Linked DNA regions of Zea mays: region 2 is linked to region 1. Evidence: chromatin contacts called from public Hi-C data. All regions are on one chromosome and are shown on one strand. Each heading gives the region's core, a stretch centred on a gene start, on an enhancer-like site or on the middle of the called end of the contact. The rest is flanking DNA. Distances are from core to core; before and after follow the strand shown. Region 1 holds the start of LOC606409 (protein disulfide isomerase). Region 2 overlaps LOC100281721.

Evidence for each region. A called contact is a pair of places that touch in the nucleus more often than the background predicts.
Region 2: a contact with region 1 is called in a Hi-C map of endosperm, with 10 times the contacts expected there. The contact joins the enhancer-like site here to the promoter of LOC606409 in region 1. A contact is called at or near these places in 9 of 25 Hi-C or Micro-C datasets (bundle sheath, ear, endosperm and 3 more) and 2 of 3 datasets of contacts at active chromatin or transcription factors (leaf and seedling).

What each region holds. Positions count from the first base shown.
Region 1 is chr4:16,195,184-16,201,378 of Zm-B73-REFERENCE-NAM-5.0, reverse strand. LOC606409 (protein disulfide isomerase) reads left to right here and starts at 2,698. Exons shown (of 10, transcript NM_001112284.2): 1 at 2,698-2,936; 2 at 3,532-3,562; 3 at 3,667-3,954; 4 at 4,061-4,249; 5 at 4,389-4,514; 6 at 5,707-5,844; 7 at 5,996-6,115. The coding sequence starts at 2,752.
Region 2 is chr4:16,262,858-16,269,052 of Zm-B73-REFERENCE-NAM-5.0, reverse strand. It overlaps LOC100281721, which reads left to right. Exons shown (of 10, transcript NM_001154641.2): 9 at 1-50; 10 at 228-1,360. The coding sequence ends at 1,008. Among protein-coding and RNA genes, the nearest start is that of LOC100281721, 23 kb to the left of the region's middle. Within about 2 kb of position 3,127, at least 18 of the 20 cell types and tissues checked have an H3K27ac peak or open chromatin away from gene starts, as enhancers often do. A contact at or near this core is called in bundle sheath, ear, endosperm and 4 more, where this site is marked.

The DNA of each region.
Region 1 (6,195 bases), core at 1,449-3,948:
ATACCTAATCTGGAGAGCCAAATGCAAAGAATGAGCAAAGCCTGCTAGTACTTTGTTTGTGCATGGCTGGCCTTTTTTCTCTCTCTCTGGTGGTAGAGCAAACGAGAGGGAGAGGCTGGTGTCGTCATTTACAGAACAACAACAAAAAGAAACCGCCTAGCTACTTTATTACCGTTAGTAAGCGAACAAAAATGTACAGCGTCAACCTTTGGTGCGTTGCTAATCTGACAACAAAAAATCATGGGACACTTTTCTTTACAGCACAATATGTAGCAAATACTAGTACATAGTTTTGTCCGGATTTGAGCGCGCACTTTACGAGAATCTCGACTCGCCCTTGATGCGCTTCCATTTCGGCCACCGAATAGAAGTTGAGAATCTATCGGATCTCACCTCCCATATTGAAATGTTACTATGCTCCCAGTCCCCGTGACTTCCCTGCTCGCTTCTCTGTGTTTCTGCGCGTAAAGAATTTCGGTAATCCAAGAACAGAAGAACACTTTATTCGGACTATTTAGTTTCTGCTCGATGAGATTTGATGTTGATTGGCGACTATATGTCTATATATACTATGTATAATAATGGTTAACACGATATTGATGGATCGTCTATTAGGACATGTACAACCCTATTTAATTTTGTCCGGATCGCTCTCAATCCATATGGATTTGGTGGTTTAAATTCAAAGAAAGTCAAATTTCTTAATTTTTTCCAATTTCATCTAATCCATGTGTAATGGAAATAACTGAACAAGATCTTAATATATGATTTTTGGTTGGTTTTAGAGGTTAACCGAAAAAATATAAGAGACTAGCTTCAACTAGAAAAATAGAAGAGCATGTATCTACATGACTCTATAATTTCTGAATTATATTTATGATCTGGAGGCTCAAAGTTATATTATATAGTTTTTTAGCTGCTTTTTATACTTAAAAAATCGATCAAGAGCTCAGAGTTGTACCTACCTCGCTGTCTATGCATGATTAGCTGTCACACACAAGCTGCATCAGCCATCAGGATCAGGTCTCGTGATTCACGAGTTGTGAATCGTGATCGATCCGTATATGCTCGCACGTGAACAGTCAACGACAATATACCTTCTTGTAAAAAAAAAAACAACCCGATAATGTACTATGGGTCTGTTTGGTTGGGCTGTGGCTGTGAAAAAAGTTGCTGTGGGCTGTGAGCTGTGGAAAAAACTGCTGTAGGCTGTGAGTTGTTAAAAAGCTAAAAACTGTTTGATGGAAACCACTAAAAGTCGTTAAAAGTTCTTCGATATATGTTTTCACAGTTTCATCCAAAAGCCACTAAAAGCAGGTCCAGGGGTGCTTTCAGTTTTGCACTGCGAGAAAGTCAGCTTTTAGAAAAAGCTGCTTCCTAAATCCAACCCTTTGGTTGGCTTTTGGCTTTTAGGGGGCAAAAGCCAAAGCCAAAAGCTAAACCAAACACACCCTATATCCACCTTGAAAAGTTAACCATTCAAGGAACCGCATCTTTGTATAAAACACCGTATTTAATTTGACCCTATACTACATATGATGTTGATGTTCACCACGATACTCTCACTGAACTGGTCTATATCTACAAATTACAATCGAGTGGGTAGTATACGGATATATACTTCGCGAATCCATAACTACGAAACAAAACCCAACTCATATTTGTAACCATAAACGTTCGTAGGTATGGATCTGTATTCATACCCGTACCCGCCGGGTATGCACTATCCGGCAGATACCAGTTACCTCCGTCCACTACAACTTTAGCATTCAACACCAAACAACAATTTATCACATTCCAAAAATTATCATTCTAACAGTATGAAATGATAATTTCAACACCAAACAACACGCCATGAATAAAAATTGAAAAATGATAATTTAGGATAATATATTAAATCTGGATGGTCCACATGTTAGATATCCATCAGATAATAGGTGTGGATACTGGATATCCATACCCGTGAAAAAATATCCGCGGATACCTTATTATATCCATAACCGTACCCGTAGATAAAAAATTCCACCATACCCAATCCAATGGATAATGATCCATGATTATTTAATCATACCCGTACACATTGCCATCTCTGTCCTACCGCATCAAATATTTGAATATCAATTGCAAATATTCAATATAGATTTAATTATATTTAATAAATTTGTCTCGTTTGTTTGTACAATTAGTTTTATAAGTACATACTATTATATATATATTATTTAAACATTCATACGAAGTAAACCAAACACCCCCCGCCCCCACGTCGCGCGGCTAATCAGAGGCCGTGGGCATGTCACATCCGTGACGTGGAGTCCCGCGATTGGCCCAGGCCCCGCCCATGTACGTGGCCGCCCGCCACCGTGTACCCGGCGGCGCGTTTAGGAGTTAGGACCGACCGCCCACTGTTTAGCCCCCTTAACTTTTATCAATTACATCCTAAAAAAACAGGCAACGCGGTCTTTTCCTACCCACCGTCTTTAGCGCCTCTTAATGACGCGATTATTCAAGCTATTCGCGATAACCACAGGGACCCAACTGCAAACGTGGCCTGCAAATATCTCGTGACCTGCGCGGGCGGAGGGGACCCGCAGCCCAGGCCCTGGTGGACCCGGGGCGCCAGTCCCAGTCCAGTCCCTCACTGTGGACTCCTCGCGTGCCCCGCCGCCCTTAAATCCCCCGGCAGCAGCGTGCTGCCTCGTGTCTCACCCCTCCGGACGAAATCTGACCCGGGCCACACTCCGCTGCTCCGCCATGGCGATCCGCTCCAAGGCCTGGATCTCGCTGTTGCTCGCGCTGGCCGTCGCGCTCTCCGCCCGGGCGGAGGAGGAGCCCGCCGCCGCCGCGGAGGGCGAGGCCGTGCTCACCCTCGACGTCGACAGCTTCGACGAGGCCGTCGCCAAGCACCCCTTCATGGTCGTCGAGTTCTACGCCCCCTGGTGAGCCCCCAGCTTGACCGATTCTTCTAGCAGTACGGGTAGATCTCGGATCGGGGATTAGGCTGTGGGTATGGAGTGATGCGTGGGCGTTCTTTTCAGATGCTGGACTTGTGCTCGGGTTGTTTTTTTTTCATGTTGTTACGCGGCGTCTGGTGTCTAATTCGCACTGATTTGGTCGCTGTTCTTCGCGTGGATTTGTTTTTGTTTACTGTTCTCTCACGCGCGCGGCAGCTCGAAGTTCCAGGCCAAGACTTTAGACGAGTAGTGCTAGCTGTTGTTTTCGTCGATTCCTTGTTTGGTCTGGTTACTCGATGGCTCAAGGGTGATGAATCGTGGGTTTTGTTCGTTTTCTGCGGTTGGTGTGCTTGATTTGACGTCTGTGCGGTGCCTTTTTTTTGTCATGTTTAAGAATCATGTCCGCACTTAACTGTACTCATGTGCTGTTGCTTCTGTGTGACTACTTTTAGGACACACTTACAAGTTTGAACTTCACTGTTGTCTTACACTCTTACTTCTGTGTGATTACTGTTGCTATCGGTAAATCATCTCTATTAGTTAAATTGTTATAGCTAATGTTGTCAAATCGAACCTGCAGGTGTGGGCACTGCAAGAAACTTGCTCCAGAGGTAATGGATCTCCTACTCTGTAATCACTACCTTTACTTACACATGGGTTGTGTTCTGATTGGTTTAATCCCATAAGCTAAACTGTGTTTTCTTTGATGTTTCAGTATGAGAATGCGGCCAAGGCACTTAGCAAGCATGACCCACCGATTGTTCTCGCTAAGGTTGATGCTAACGAGGAGAAGAACAGGCCGCTTGCTACCAAGTACGAGATCCAAGGGTTCCCAACCATCAAGATATTCAGGGACCAGGGGAAGAACATTCAGGAATACAAGGGCCCTAGGGAGGCTGATGGCATTGTGGATTACTTGAAGAAGCAGGTTGGCCCTGCGTCCAAGGAGATCAAGTCACCAGAAGATGCGACGGCCCTTATCGATGACAAGAAGATCTACATTGTAAGCTTCCAATTCAAAGTTTTCACCTGTTTTTATTCAGTAATCACTTAATCTGTATTATGATGATCAGGCCAACTGATTGTACATAATAATTGCAATTTTACAGGTTGGTATCTTCGCTGAATTCAGCGGCACCGAATTTACAAACTTCATGGAGGTCGCAGAGAAGCTGAGGTCTGACTACGACTTTGGCCACACTTTGCATGCCAACCACCTCCCACGTGGTGATGCAGCAGTGGAACGGCCATTGGTCAGGCTGCTGAAGCCATTTGATGAGCTTGTTGTTGACAGCAAGGTTTTACTCACATTCTTTGTTACATTTTGGCTGTAGTTATTGGAGCGCCCATTTATTTCATACTTGTAATTATGCTTACCATCTATGCAAATATCATGTGAGTTTGTCACTAGTGACACAATGCTGTTACATTGTGCAGGATTTTGATGTCGCTGCACTGATGAAGTTTATTGATGCTAGCACCATCCCTAGAGTTGTCACTTTTGACAAGAACCCTGACAACCACCCATACCTCATGAAATTCTTCCAAAGCTCAGCCCCCAAGGTAAACAACATGTCATTTTTTAATAACTTGGCCATTTGTTGGTTAACATGGCCATTTTTATAACTTCAGTTACTACTGGATATCAACTCATTTGATCACAAGCTACCATGCCTGCATCCAACTTGCTTTAGTGTGCCATAATGCTTCGTTTGGATGTTGATGTTGGAGGGCATGTAATTGAATTGGATTCAATACCAAATCAGCCATGGTGTTGAATGGAATGCAAATCCAATTCTATTGTTTGTATGTCTGTGTCATTGTATTGGAGTTTGGAATCTTAGGAAGGGACTCATTTCAATTTTCTGTATTTGTCCTCTTCTTCCACCTTGGCTGATAAGTGACCACTACTCGGGCAACCCCTCACTGCTATTGCCGCACATAGGAGAGTAGTGTTGCCCCTCTTGGATCCACGCGCCCCTCCCGGATCCGTAGCACCGGAGGGGGGGGGGAGGCTGGTGTCCGCTGGCAGAGGGGTGCTAGGCTCACCACGGAGGGGCCCTCATGTGGAGGGAGGCGGGGGAGCAGCCGTGTGGCACGCCGGCGGAGGAAGGGGGAGAAGACACACAACTCGCCGGCGGAGGAGAGGGAAGGGCGGTGCTGACAGAGAGGCGAGGGGACAGGATGAGGATGAATGCACGATTACATAGCGGTGCTTACAGAGAGGCGAGGAGACGGGATGAGGACGAATGCATGATTCCAGTGAATATCGCTCGGTATGGAGGGCATGTGGTCGATTGCCTGATGAATACCGGTTGGCATTGGAGTCCATTTCTAGTTCCGTATTCTAGGACATTCAAACAGCTGGCATACAGGGGTTTCAATGCCCATTCCTAATTCCAAGGCTCAATGCATACATCCGAACGCAGCATAACTGTATTGAATGCAATGCTTGACAATTTGGAGTCTTGAGTCTCTTAATTATGAAGTAGTATATTTCTAGTGCCATCGTTGACCTTTTTGGTTTTGCATAACAACTTGTTCTAGCCATATTTTAATGAAGCTATAATTCTTGTGGGTTGGAAAAGGATGTTTACAGCAGTGTTTCAAAGGCGTCACCTAGGTGTGTCCAGGCGTACCCAGCTCGTCTTGGGAAACAGTGGCGTCTTGGGAAACAGCATTGCACTTGCGAAATGGTTTTAAAATATTCATCACTGACTATTTTCACTGTTCTGTGACACCAAATGATTGGCAGGCTATGCTGTTTTTGAACTTCTCCACCGGACCTTTTGATTCTTTCAAGTCTGCCTACTCTGCTGCCGCGGAGGAATTCAAGGACAAGGAAATCAAGTTCCTTATTGGTGACATCGAAGCCAGCCAGGGTGCCTTCCAGGTTTGATTCTCACTTCCCCTTCTGCGTGATGTCTTTTTAAGGTAGTGTTTGGTTGAGGCCGCTCCGTTCTACTTGGCTCTTCAACCAAACACTACCTAATTTCACATACCAAAACCCTCTATGGTAACCGGTCAAACTGTTGCAATGACAGTACTTTGGCCTGAAAGAGGACCAGACACCCCTTATCCTCATCCAGGATGGTGACTCCAAGAAGTTCTTGAAGGTTCACGTTGAGGCTGACCAGATCGTCGCTTGGTTGAAGGAGTACTTTGTAAGTGCTGGTTGACTTCAATACACTCTTGCGAGTACTTGTTCGGTTTAATTAGTACTATTGTAGAGCTCATTGACCTG
Region 2 (6,195 bases), core at 1,878-4,377, 67 kb before region 1:
GTACATGAGGACGATGAACCAGAAGACGAGTTCTCTGTGCTTTCCCGCAGGTAAGTTGTTTGATTTTTAACGTAATACAAGTTATTTTAATAAATGCTACTGTTTTTTGAAGTCTGGGGGAGTGTTGTTATATCATGTCAGATTATATAAAAGTAAAACAAACTATAGAATACAAGTTTTTCTTTGGTTCTTTTATTTATTGGCTGATGTACAGTATATGCTTCTAGGTCTGCGAGGGATGGTGCAGTAGCACAGAACAATGTGCCCTCTGCTCCAAGAAATGAGAGGTCATACCCAAGCCCACTTCTTCCTCCACCACCAGCATCTAAGAGGCCTGTTTATACCGAGGCAAGCAGTGTTGACTATCTTAGTGGTGACTCCTACAAGTCAGAGAAGGTTTCAGATGATTTCATCAACCCAACTGCTCCAGCTAACATATCCACATCATCCCATTCAAAGGCAGAAGCACATCCACCTCCGAGTTATGGTGGCAGGCCAGACAGAGTATCTGACGACTTCATAAACCCAACTGCACCTAGCTTCTCGGCGCCTTCTCGTCCTACAAATGAGGAGCCAGCCCGCCCATCCGTGAAGCGGCAAGAGAGCCTACCTGACGACGACTTCATAAACCCAACTGCTCTTCCTGGTTTCTCGTCGTCTTCAGCTACTAAGGAGTCTGGCGAGGACCTTCCAAAGGCTCCATGGGAAGCACAAGCTGCCGCGGGTTCCCTACCGCCGCCTCCGGCGAGGTACGGCCAGAGACAGCAGTACTTCGAGCAGAACGTGTATTCTGGCGGGAGCAACGAAGGCGGCTACAATGGACTGACGACACAGACCGAAGGTCTCTCGCTGAACCCGCGGAGCAGCGAGAACGAGAGGAGCGCGGCACGGCCGGCAGCGTCCCGCCCTGCCAAACCTGAGGACTCGCTCTTCAAGGACCTGGTCGACTTCGCAAAGACCAAGCCTTCGTCCCCGTCGAAACCGGCCAACAGCCGCAGGACCCGCTAGAACGACTCGTGCGATGCATGGATGGACATTGGGTCGTTCGGATATTCATTTCACAGGTTAGCGGCTTTTAGATGGTACCATGAAATAAGGCCGTCTGGAGACTGGTTTTCATTGCATATTTGCATTGCATGGGAAATTGTTTTGGTTGCGTTTAGAGTGGCAGATGTCAGAAACGTTGCTTGCTCATAATCCTGGGTGTGTGATGTCTAGTTAGCTGCTCCTAAATTTCTGTGTCGTTGGCTTCCGATTCTCATTTTCTTTTTCTTTCACTTAGCTGTGTATATATATGTTACCCGATTCGACAGCAAATATTCATAGTTGAGTTTGTGACTTGAGGAATGAGGTGTTCCTATTTTCGGTATTGGATAAATTAGGTGCCTATTTTTCACAAAGCTGTGTAGAATGCAATGCTCTCTGCAGTTAGATTTCCAACAGGCTGGACAAGTTGTGGATTAAGCAGGAAACCTGTACTTTTAGTTCCATGGTCTGCGGCCGGATAGGATATAGAGTAGACTGCTAATGCCCATTTTCATCAGCGTGGAAGAACAGCGAGTTAGGTAGCTAGGCGCTTTTGGTCAGTTGGCAGCTGGCAGGCACTTCCCTTGTGAGCTACTGAGCTCCGTGTGGAATTCCATGCGCTTGCAGAAGAATCCCTTCTCTTCTCTGACGAATAGTCAAGATCCAGGCGCCGTTGTGCACGTACCACCAGTCCAGCCTCGGCGGCTAGCAAGCGACATGTGTACAGACTGTACTGACGCCAGTATTTGAGACGTGATTCATACAGTTGAGATATACATTGTCCGTCCATTAGCGTAATACGTGGCTCGCATTTGCATCATACGAGAATGCTCCCACCAGCCAGGCTATGTCCATGCAGGATGCCTATTTTTGGTTGCCGGTTTTGCTCAACTAGGTTTAACTGAGCTAGTGCATGTCGCCCAGGCTTTGGTTGATTGATCGGTCTCGTCTTGCACGCCGCCGCCCAGCCTCTCGAGTAGACGCCACCCGACCAATTCGATCCCACCAATCCGAAAAAACCCGACTAATACAATGGGTGGATACGGGATATGATTTTTGACCTGCAATAATTCACGGGCTAAGTATAGATCATAATTTTTTACTCAAAACACGATCAACACGAAAAAACCCATCCAACCCAAAGAAATCCGACCCAAAGCCAAAAAACCTAACCCAACCCGAAAAACCTAACCCGACACGTCAAACAGGGAGGCACGTGCCAACCAGACCTGACCTGACACTAGTCACAGGCCAACCAGACATGATCCACGATCCAACCTTAACCCGCCCCGACCCGACCCGATGTTTGAACAAATCTACTCTAAACAAATAAGAACCTTTTCTGCATCTCCGTGGCCAGGCTCGCAGGCATCATCACGTAAACCAGGTTGTGATGCTGCTCTGGCCAACCAATCACGAAGAAGTCTTGGGGAGCCTGGATGCGGTAAAACCAGCCAACCAATCAACCCCTAGAGCTGAAAGTTGGGGCGGGCCGCCTGGGCCCATCGTGGTTCTGGCTAATTATTTTCGAGCCAGCACGACAAGAAATAATTTTCGGCTGAGTTATGCTGTGTCCAGATACTAAAATCTAGACCCGACTCAGTTCTAAAACACGGTGGGCCTACGATCGTGCCGTGTCGGCTCAAACATGACACAGTCCAAAAGCTTATATATATCTAAAAAATACATCTTCAAAGCATTCATAACTTTGCTCTAGATTAAACAAATAATATTAGAAAGAGAAATCAATGTTTTCTATAATTTTTATGAAGAGATATAACTTATTGGAGCATGGCTATTTAAACGTTAGTTTTCTAATTCGTGTAACAGTTCAAGACCCGGTCCATCGTATCGGCCTGATCCATTTTTCTTCGTTTCGGACCGTGCTCTAGACTCTTATTTTTTGTAACTTTTTTTTTCACGTAGGGAATACACCCAAGGTCGCAAGTCATGCAACAAATGCCTGCCACCGTCTCGATCTTTTGCTTGTCCTGGGACCGCCGCGCGAGTTTCGCCCTCTCACGGCCGTAGCCCAAGTGCACACACATGGTAGCGGCAGCAGCCCACACAAACGCACGCACAGGCACAGCGATAGGCCGATAGCACACGCACAACAAATGCATTGGTGGGGTCACGTTCAGTCGGTGGCGCCCCGTCACCGATGCACGCTATCCGCGTGTCTGGCTCGTGCTGCAGTAGTACAACAGCCACGTCACGCCCATCTTCCTGCTGGTTGACATTACAGAACCGCTCGAAAACCGGTCCGATTTCCCGTTATCGATCCGGACCGTTAACGGTTTTTCAGTGGTTTTTTAAAGTTCGTTTAAAATTCAAAATTAGAAAAAATGTAAGAATGGAAATAGCGTTTTCTCGCTGAGAAACCGATGAAAACCAGTTAATTTGAATTCGAAACTGACAAAAACCGATTTCTCAATCAAGAAACGGTTTCTCGTCGAGACACGCGGTTTCTCGCAAAGATTCAAACAAAACTCGTTTTTTATTTTAAACTTGCAAACCGATCGGTTCCCCCCAAAACAGTTGTTTTTGAGCGGGAAACCGTTAGCGCTAACCAGTGGTTTTCAGTCCTTAAGGTTTGTTTGGGTGTTCTAGTATTTACCTCAATAGACATGAATAAGGTGTAAGTTAAACTAACGTACACCCCAATACACATCAATCCATATGTATTGAAATAAATACTAGAGTAATCAAACAAAACCTAATTGATATGGTTAACCCTGGACACTAGCCAAGGTATGGTGGTCACGCACAGCGCACTGATGTTGAGACACATCACCCGAATTTTTTGTATTTTATCCTTTTTTTCTAAAGAAATTCACGTTTGCCCCTCCGGAGGAAGTAATCTCGTTTTTGGATCATTTGCTTGGCGCCATATTCGTCTCGGTGCTACAGCCCATGGCGCCGAGCAAAGGGACGCGTTGGCGCCTGTGGCCACGCTAATTAGTGACGTGACCTAGCTTGTCGCCACATATCTTAGCATCAAGCTCGGCGCCACAGATCACATAGCTAAGCTAGGCAGCCTTAATAAACCCCCATGAAAGGGAATTAGGCTTACACCTAGTTCCTAAATAATTTTGGTGGTTAAATTACCCAACATAAATAATTGGACTAACTAGTTTGCTCTAGTGTATAAGTTATACAGGTGCCAAAGGTTCACACTTAGCCAATAAAAAGACAAAGTATTGGGTTCAACAAAAGAGCAAAGGGACAACCGAAGGCACCTCTGGTCTGGCGCACCGGACTGTCCGGTGTGCCACCGGACAGTGTCCGGTGCACCACCGGACAGTGTCCGGTGCACCAGAGGACTCCCAGTCAAACTCGTCACCTTCGGGAAAATCCAGAGGCGCTCTGCTATAATTCACCGGACTGTCCGGTGTACACCGGACAGTGTCCGGTGCTCCAAGGAACGGCGCCTCAGGAACTCGCCAGCTTCGGAAATTCGCAACGGCTAGTCCGCTATAATTCACCGGACTGTCCGGTGTGACAACGGAGCAACGGATATTTCGGCGCCAACGGCTACCTGCAGCGCATTAAATGCGCGCCAGCGCGCGCAGAAGTCAGGCACGCCCATACTGGCGCACCGGACACTCTACAGTACATGTCCGGTGCGCCACCGGACATCCAGGCGGGCCCAGAAGACATAGCTCCAACGGTCGGAACCCAACGGCTTTGGTGACGTGGCTGGCGCACCGGACACTCTACAGTACATGTCCGGTGCGCCACCGGACATCCAGGCGGGCCCAGAAGACAGAGCTCCAACGGTCGGAACCCAACGGCTTTGGTGACGTGGCTGGCGCACCGGACATGTCCGGTGTGCACCGGACTGTCCGGTGCACCATACGACAGTCAGCCCCACCAAACGGCTAGTTTGGTGGTTGGGGCTATAAATACCCCCAACCACCCACCATTCATTGCATCCAAGTTTTCACACTTCCAACCACTTACAAGAGCTAGGCATTCAATTCTAGACACATTCAAGAGATCAAATCCTCTCCCAAATTCCACACAAAGCTTTAGTGACTAGTGAGAGAGATTTGCTTGTGTTCTTTCGAGCTCTTGCGCTTGGATTGCTTTCTTCTTTCTTGATTCTTTCTTGCGATCAAACTCACTTGTAATTGAGGCAAGAGACACCAATCTTGTGGTGGTCCTTGTAGGAACTTTGTGTTCCAAGTGATTGAGAAGAGAAAGCTCACTCGGTCCGAGGGACCGTTTGAGAGAGGGAAAGGGTTGAAAGAGACCCGGTCTTTGTGACCACCTCAACAGGGAGTAGGTTTGCGAGAACCGAACCTCGGTAAAACAAATCCGTGTGTCACACTCTTCATTCGCTTGCGATTTGTTTTGCACCCTCTCTCGCGGACTTGATTATATCTCTAACGCTAACCCGGCTTGTAGTTGTGATTATTTTTGAGAATTTCAGTTTCGCCCTATTCACCCCCCTCTAGGCGACTATCAATTGGTATCGGAGCCCGGTGCTTCATTAGAGCCTAACCGCTTGAAGTGATGTCGGGAGAACTCGCCAAGAGGGAAATGGAGACCGGCGACAAGCCCGCTACAAGCCACGGGTCGACTTCATCGGAAGAGTCCCGCAACAAGAGGAAGGAGAAGAAAAACTCCTCCAAAGGGAAGGGGAAGAAATCCTCTTCCCACAAGTCGGATCGGAGAGGCGACAAACACAAGAGGATGAGGAAAGTGGTCTACTACGAGACCGACTCTTCATCACCATCGACCTCCGACTCCGACGCACCGTCCGTTACTTCCAAGCGCCAAGAGCGCAAGAAGTATAGTAAGATTCCTCTACGCTATCCCCATATTTCAAAACGTACTCCTTTGCTCTCCGTTCCATTAGGCAAACCACCGGTTTTTGACGGTGAAGATTATAATATATGGAGTGACAAAATGAGGCATCATCTAACCTCACTCCACACAAGCATATGGAATGTTGTTGAGTTTGGTGTACAGGTACCATCCGTAGGGGATGAAGACTACGACTCGGACGAGGTGGCCCAAATTCACCACTTTAACTCCCAAGCCACTACTATACTCCTCGCCTCTCTAAGTCGAGAGGAGTATAATAAGGTGCAGGGTTAAAAAGTGCGAAGGAAATCTGGGACGTACTCAAGACCGCGCACGAAGGAGACGAGGTGACAAAGA